Regions from separate parts of the Mus musculus genome. Here region 2 is linked to region 1. The links are chromatin contacts, called in public HiChIP or PLAC-seq maps. All regions are on one chromosome and are shown on one strand. The core of a region is the stretch at or near the end of the contact, and the rest is flanking DNA. Distances in the headings are between cores, read along the strand shown. Region 1 holds the start of Cav2 (caveolin 2). Region 2 has its middle 47 kb from the start of Gm52893.

Region 1 (3,606 bases), core at 515-3,014:
TATGTGAGTCTTTCTCTATTGAATTCTTCATGGCATACGCCAACTCTAGTCAGGTTCTATTTTTATCATGGGCTTCAGAGACAACTTTTATAAATACCTATAATTTTACAAATGAATCTTTAACTGTAACTGCCCAATAAAAGACATGGCAGTTTTACCTCTCCATGGCCTGTCTCCACTGCTTGAAAACTCAGCAGTTATTTGCAATAGGTCTTTCAATTGTCCTAAGGAGGACAATGGAAATGTGAAGGTATCTGGAAGACTTGGAAGGGATGAAGCCCCAGGGTTAGATGTCTGGCCACCACCCTGACTGCAGCCATGCTTTTTCTTCTTCTTGAGAAAGACCTTACAACTTTGAGGAAATGTAAGCTTTACAAAAAGATTAAATGGATCTAAACTGTCTCTTCCAAACCCTGGAAATCAACATGAAGGCCTCCCCTTCAAACTCCTGCCATCGGGCGTAGCATCTAGACCCTATCTGATTCTCAGAAAGTCCGAATGAATGCAGGATGGTGAAGTGCTGAGAAAACAGTGAGTGTAAGGCCTATACCACCCCTTCGAATTAAAAAGGATTTAAATAAAACCAGGAAGGAAAAGTATAATCAGGGGGAGGGGGAAGCTTGAGTAACGGGACTCGGTGAGGGGGCGAGAGAAGAAGCCTCCAGGACGTGGGATTCAACCCTGCGCCATTCTGCATTACTGACATGATGACCCACACACTGCAGTGGAAGAAGATACACTCCCTATTCAACTATGACATTTAGAGTTTTGCCTTCCAAATATGTTCTCCGATCAGTTCCCAGGTTGTTTAGTTGGTTGTTTTGTAACTTGTATTACTCCCCAAATAGCCTTTCCTTTTCCAAAGAAACCTTCAAATCCATTTCCTACAAGGGATTTGATTTGTGCAGCAGGCTCTAAAGCCGGCTGTCCAGAGCAATGCCCATTCTTTGGTACTATAGTTTGGGGTCTGGGCAAACTGAAAGCATCATTCCATATCTATACTCACCAAGTTCCTATTTCGCGCAGGCAAAGTTTTAGGTTACCAGATGGCAAACTCTTTATGCCAACTCCTCCCTACTGAAGCTCTTGAGAGAATGGTCAGCGGGCTTATCCATGTACCATGATGTAGTTATATGCTTGTTTATGCTGCTCCTACGATGGCATTACAGACCTGTCTGCACGGCATTAGTTCCTGCAGTCTTTGAACAAAATCCTGATTTAAGGGAAAATCCAAAGTTAGTTGTAGTTTGGAGGCAGAAGAGCAGACCTATCCTTGGGGTATGATGGCAACAAACTCCTATAACAACTTACATAACCAACTCTGGGGAAACAAAAACAAAACGAAAGGGCTGCTGCAGTCCATTATCTATCAACAAGGTACGCCTTAGCCTCACGATTCAGCTACAATGCTTGCTGTGAGTTGGGGACCAAGTAAAAGTTAGGAATTAACATCTCATTCTCTCAGGATAGCTCTGAGGAGCAGGTGCCACAACTCTAATCCAACCAGTAGATGCATGTAGACTTCCCTAATGCTTGCCCCCTAGCACCTCCAGACCTTCTTCCAGTACACACACCTCCCTGACCAATCTGTCTGCCTTTAAGCATCCCTGTTCGGACTGCAAGCCAAGTGGCCCGGGAGGTCTGCTTTGCCCGGCTTCACCAAGCCAGGAGATGACTCATCGAGCCGGTTCCCCGGGCTCCTTGGGGCTTTGGCAAACAACTGGAGAGGTGCCCTCCCTCCCCGCAGGCCCGGCGGGGCGGGGCGGGGTTCGGCCAGCCAAGGCTGGGAGCGGGAACCGGCAGCGGGAAGCGGCCGCCGCCCGGGCAGCCCGAGGCTAGGCAGGGCGAAGCCAGGCGGGGCGGGGCTGAGCGCCACGGGAAGGGGAGGCAGGGCTGCCTAGGGACCGAACGACCGAGCCACTCTTGCAACGCCAGCCACGATGGGGCTGGAGACCGAGAAGGCCGATGTGCAGCTCTTCATGGCCGATGACGCCTACAGCCACCACAGTGGCGTTGACTACGCAGATCCTGAGAAGTATGTTGACTCGAGTCACGACCGGGATCCTCACCAGCTCAACTCTCATCTCAAGGTGAGTTTCAGGCTGGGCTATCACTCATCTAGGCTGGAGGCTGCTAAGGGTCCCTTGTATGCTGCAGGAGGATGACTCTTGACCTTCTCCCCAACAGTGGGGGTTGGTCCCATTGCTAATGCTGGTTCCATTGGCACTCTGCCCTGGTCCCACAGCCTTCAGGCTCCCTGAACAGCCACACAGTGTCCAACTCCTGTGTGCCCAGTGTCACTCTAAGAAAAGCTGAAGATACTCTAGCCAGGTCGCCTTTCCTTCGGACTTCCCCTTCTTAGAGTGCTTCTGCCACCACACCCCCCACCCCCACCAACTTCGTTCCCTCCCCACCCCGACCCTATCCCCGACAGGTTGGATGACGTCATGAGTCCTTGCATCTTGTCTCTGCAGCTAGGCTTCGAGGATCTGATTGCAGAGCCTGAGACTACACACTCCTTTGACAAAGTGTGGATCTGCAGCCATGCTCTCTTTGAAATCAGCAAATATGTGATGTACAAGTTCCTGACCGTATTTCTGGCCATCCCCTTGGCCTTCATTGCGGGTATCCTGTTTGCTACCCTCAGCTGTCTGCACATCTGGTGAGAGGGGACACATGGGTTGATTCTGAAGCTTACAGAAGTTTTTGCCACCTGCTCTCTGCTCTTCCTATTTCCCAGGGCCCATTTGCAGAGAAAACGCTTACATTAGTTCCCAAGGGTAACAAGACCTGAGAAATCTTGAAGGGCAGTGTGCTTTCTTTAGAATAATAGTCCCGGCTGAGAGTTTAAACAGAAGGAAGCAAGGGCCTCTTTCCTGGGTGTGATTTTTCCTTCCATGCAGAAGGCTGAGCTGAGTGTGGAGGTGGGGGCTGGAAGGCCACTTCCTGTCATAGGCTGCTCTCTCCAGGGCCTGTTGTGACTCGTGCCTGTGGTTCTGGGCAGGTCCTTTCCTCCTTTCATTGACTTTTATTCAGTCACCATCTGTGCTTGGGCAAAACAAACGTTGATCTCAGAGAAAACAGCGCTTACATTCTGACCCTTGGAGAAGGGCAGACTTTAGTAAAACAGTGCTATGAACTGAGCCACTCAAGTCTTGCTATTGGTAAATGGCAGCCATGAACCCAGGGGAGACAGGAGTGTTTACAATGATTGGGTTGAACATCTACCACGAACAAATAAAATGTTAAGCTATGAAACAAGGGGATAGGCCATTACATTATTGTTTCACTTATGAAGCACACACACACACACAAATGCCATCTAGTTACAAGAAAAAGAAATATGGAAACCAATCGAATGTTGGGATGTCTGTAAAGTTATTCACGTTCAAGATGCATCATAAGCTTTTTTAAGCACTCAAACTTGTCTTAAGGGAACTAGCCCACTCCTCCAAGAAATGTTTTTTGTGTTAAAGGTTACCCACTTCATTCAAAGAATCATCCCCAATGTCACAATAGTTTTCACGCTGGTACCTCAAGGTGGTCCTGGTGACACGTGTGACCCTAGATACCACCGTTTAGTTTTTCACATCATGGGGCATTGCC
Region 2 (3,606 bases), core at 774-3,273, 310 kb after region 1:
CATGTGTTTTCTATCCTCAAGGTCATCTCATAGTCCAGATGGCTTCCTGAGCTGCTGGAACAAAGAGGAAAGACTGGGTCAGCATGGTTCAAGAACGTCCTAAAGAGCCTTGAAACCTTATTTGACCAGAATATAGTCTTGGGTCTACATCTAGGGACTAGGGGTAAGTCAGAAGCGCAGTCCTTTCTTCTTGTCCCAAATCTACCTGGATAAAAACCAGGGTTGTGTTGAGGAAGGAGAAAATGTTAATATACAATTAATGTCTTTCACATTGTGTGAGCCAGACTAGTATCAACAGTGTTCTTCCTGTAATATACCATCAAAATATCTTCCTGCTTTAATGATAATGATTGTTTCAAAAGAAAAAGTTACTGATCGCTGACACAATCATTCATCCAGGACCCTTAATAAAGCTGCAGACTGTACAAAGTTGGTACATTTAACATTTGCAAACGTATTTGTGTGCCTCCAGGCTTACGGTTACACAGTGCAGGGAATACAAAGGCCGGCAGGTCCTCTTTCATTTCTAAAAAAGAAAAACAAGGGTTAATGATAATGTAGGTGTCAGGCAGCTTGCCCAGTGTGCATGAAAGCCCAGGTTTGATCTTCTACATCACACAAATGGTGGCGATTATACACAGAGATTCCCCAGAATTCCGTGCTAGAAGCAGGAGGAACCAGGGTACAATGTCATCCTTGACTACCTAGCTAGCTAGAGGGTAGCCTGGGTGTCTTAGTCAGGGCTTCTATTCCTGCACAAACATCATGACCAAGAAGCAAGTTGGGGAGGAAAGGGTTTATTCAACTTACACCTCCATGTTGCTGTTTATCACCAAGGAAGTCAGGACTGGAACTCAAGCAGGTCAGGAAGCAGGAGCTGATGCAGAAGCCATGGAGGGATGTTCTTTACTGGCTTGCCTCCCCTGGCTTGCTCAGCCTGCTCTCTTATAGAACCCAAGACTACCAACCCAGAGATGGTCCCACCCACAAGGGGCCTTTCCCCCTTGATCACTAATTGAGAAAATGCCTTAGAGTTGGATCTCATGGAGGCATTTCCTCAACTGAAGCTCCTTTCTCTGTGATAACTCCAGCTGTGTCAAGTTGACACAAAACTAGCCAGTACACCTGAGTTACACCACACTTTGCCTTTTTCCCCAAAAGGAGAAAGAGAAATGGAGAGAAGGGAGGAGAGGAGAAGGAGAGAATAATGACAGAAATCTTGACTGCAGTAAATTATTGCAATCAGCATGTAAATTGGGGAATTTAAGAGTTGTAAATGTAAGGGGCACCAGTTTAAGGAAAAGTTTACAAAAGAAAATGCCTCTCTTTGTTAAGCCTAATTGGACAGTCGGCGGGGGGGGGGGGGGAACATTTCTCAATGAAGGGAATTGTGCAGTTAAAGAAGCATGGCAATGGTTACAAAGCAAATAAGATTAATTTGAGGATGAGAATACCTCAGCGATAAATAGAAATTTGATTTTATAATGTGCCTCAGTGTACAGACCCGTGTGTGCCTTCTCTGCCCACAGCATAGTCTCACCGTTCGTTTTTTTCTCATGGTGTGGGGACGTGGGTTTGAAAAGTTAAGGACAGAACTGGGGGTGGGGAGGGGGGTAATAATCAGAAAAGAAAATGAGTTTTATGCAATTTTTGGCTCTCATCTGCCCAGCTCTGGCCATGTCAGCCTATCCTCACCATGGTCATGTGTCCATACAGAATACTCTGTGCTCGTGGCTGTGTTGCTCTGAGTTATTAGCTCTGTTGACAGGACAGGACACTGCCAACAGGAGACCCCACGACGTGTTGCAGGTGGAGGATCACATGGAACCCCTGAGTGGGGCTCGGGACTCTACTGTTGCTCCAGGAGTATAGAAAAGACCCAAACCTTAGAGGGCTTTGATATCCTCCTGTGGTGTTAGGAAACTGTCATACTCAAAGGCTTTCACGCACAAGGGCAATGAAACCAGAACTCTTGTGTGAAATAATGATGGCATTGAAAGGAAGCGGATTGGTGAAAGGTCGGTAGGAGGCTGTTTCATAAGGTCAGGTTGACTTAAGCAGAAACCACAGCTTGCACCAAAGGAGACAAGGGGTCAGCGCCCCTGCTCCTGTCGCGCCGTTGCTTTATGATTGTGTTTGATGACACAGTTGTTTACAACCCTTGACTTTCTCCCCGGCCTCATCATTAGTGTTACTTTAGAATAATGAAGCCTGCTCCATCCATTAACTCCACTAACATTTGCTCTCCCTGTGGATGGAGGTTAAAAATTAATTACTCTTCCAACATATTGATTACACGACTATAAATATACAAACAGCAACTATGGGGACCCTTTGTTTAAACAGCTTGTTTGCTCTTTTTTAAAGGGGAGAATTAGCATAGAAGGAACTTGGACATACAGGAGATACCGAAAAGGCAGCCCTAGAGTGCCACCTAGTGTTCACGCCATGCCAACACACAGCGTCTCCCTCTGCTTTTATTGCCTGCTGTCCAAATACAAATGTGGATTTTAGGCAAACAAAATATTTATTTTGAAACTGTAGCAAAAATGATAGTCCCATTCATTTTCTAGGTGGTGGTGAGTGGACAAAATGGAAGGCTATCACTTGCAGTTTTGCCTCGTCCCTCATCCAACATCCTTTAATCATGATGGGGGGGGGAGCCCTAGTGTAGAACTAGCTATACTCTGACTCTTTTCGTCTCTTTAACTAGGTAGTTTCTGATGAATTCCCCGATTAAAATTGGTTTATCTTCTCTCTCTCTCTCTCTCTCTCTCTCTCTCTCTCTCTCTCTCTCTCTCTCTCTCTGTGTGTGTGTGTGTGTGTGTAAAAGATGACTAGCATGGACTCAGCTAGGCTCTGGGGTTGAACTCTCCTGCCATGGAAATGTATCATTACTAGGGTAACTCATTTATCAGAGTTCTGCCTGCTACAGACATTAAAATTCACTTTGTTTCCACGTCCCTAATACAGCCCAGCCCTTAGGAAGCACGGTTCTATATTAGGCAATTCACACTGACCTTGTGACTACCAGCACTCATGCTGGTAACTTAAAAAGACGACACTCCAGGAGAAATGGAGTCTAAGGTCACAGTTGTAAATCTTAGACAGGAAGGCCAAAGATTATCACCTTGATACCAAGTGCCAAGGGTTCCTTTCTGCTTCGGAGTGTCATATTTCAAAGTGTGTTCCGAAACCTACAGGTGAACTGTCACCTATAGACTGTCTCAAATACAACACAAACATTTTAAGGAAAACTGGATAACTGGTGGGGAAAGCAATTACATATATCATACCTGAAATTCATTGAGAATTTTCATTTCACCTTCTAATAAAGCCCAGGTATAATAATTTTTATCAATTAAAAGGTTATGTGAGCCTATGGATTTTTAAATACTTTGCATGTGGGCCCTGAACTCTGTAAACAGGAACTGTTTATACCAGCAGAAGTTGTGCTCTGTTGAGATCATGGACAAACGTTCGACTTGGACAAAAAACAACCCCGTTGGGTGTCTCAGAAGCTTCTGAGCAATGCGTTTCCGAGAGGTCAGGGGGCTTTAAGAGAGGAAACACGAAAGCTGATGACTGCAAAGTAAAAATATTATC

What was found. HiChIP or PLAC-seq counts read pairs in DNA pulled down with a chosen protein or histone mark.
Region 2: a contact with region 1 is called in an H3K27ac HiChIP or PLAC-seq map of microglia, with 7 times the contacts expected there. The contact joins the enhancer-like site here to the promoter of Cav2 in region 1. A contact is called at or near these places in 18 of 39 promoter capture datasets (the 3T3-L1 cell line, 3T3-L1-derived adipocytes, cranial neural crest and 11 more), 5 of 115 datasets of contacts at active chromatin or transcription factors (bone marrow-derived macrophages, fibro-adipogenic progenitors, microglia and 1 more) and 2 of 9 other capture datasets (adipose tissue and macrophages).

Annotation. Positions count from the first base shown.
Region 1 is chr6:17,279,421-17,283,026 of GRCm38.p6, forward strand. Cav2 (caveolin 2) reads left to right here and starts at 1,765. Exons shown (of 3, transcript NM_016900.4): 1 at 1,765-2,090; 2 at 2,475-2,662. The coding sequence starts at 1,941.
Region 2 is chr6:17,587,423-17,591,028 of GRCm38.p6, forward strand. No RefSeq gene overlaps it. Among named protein-coding and RNA genes, the nearest start is that of Gm52893, 47 kb to the left of the region's middle. Within about 2 kb of position 2,024, at least 25 of the 459 cell types and tissues checked have an H3K27ac peak or open chromatin away from gene starts, as enhancers often do. A contact at or near this core is called in adipose tissue, liver and microglia, where this site is marked.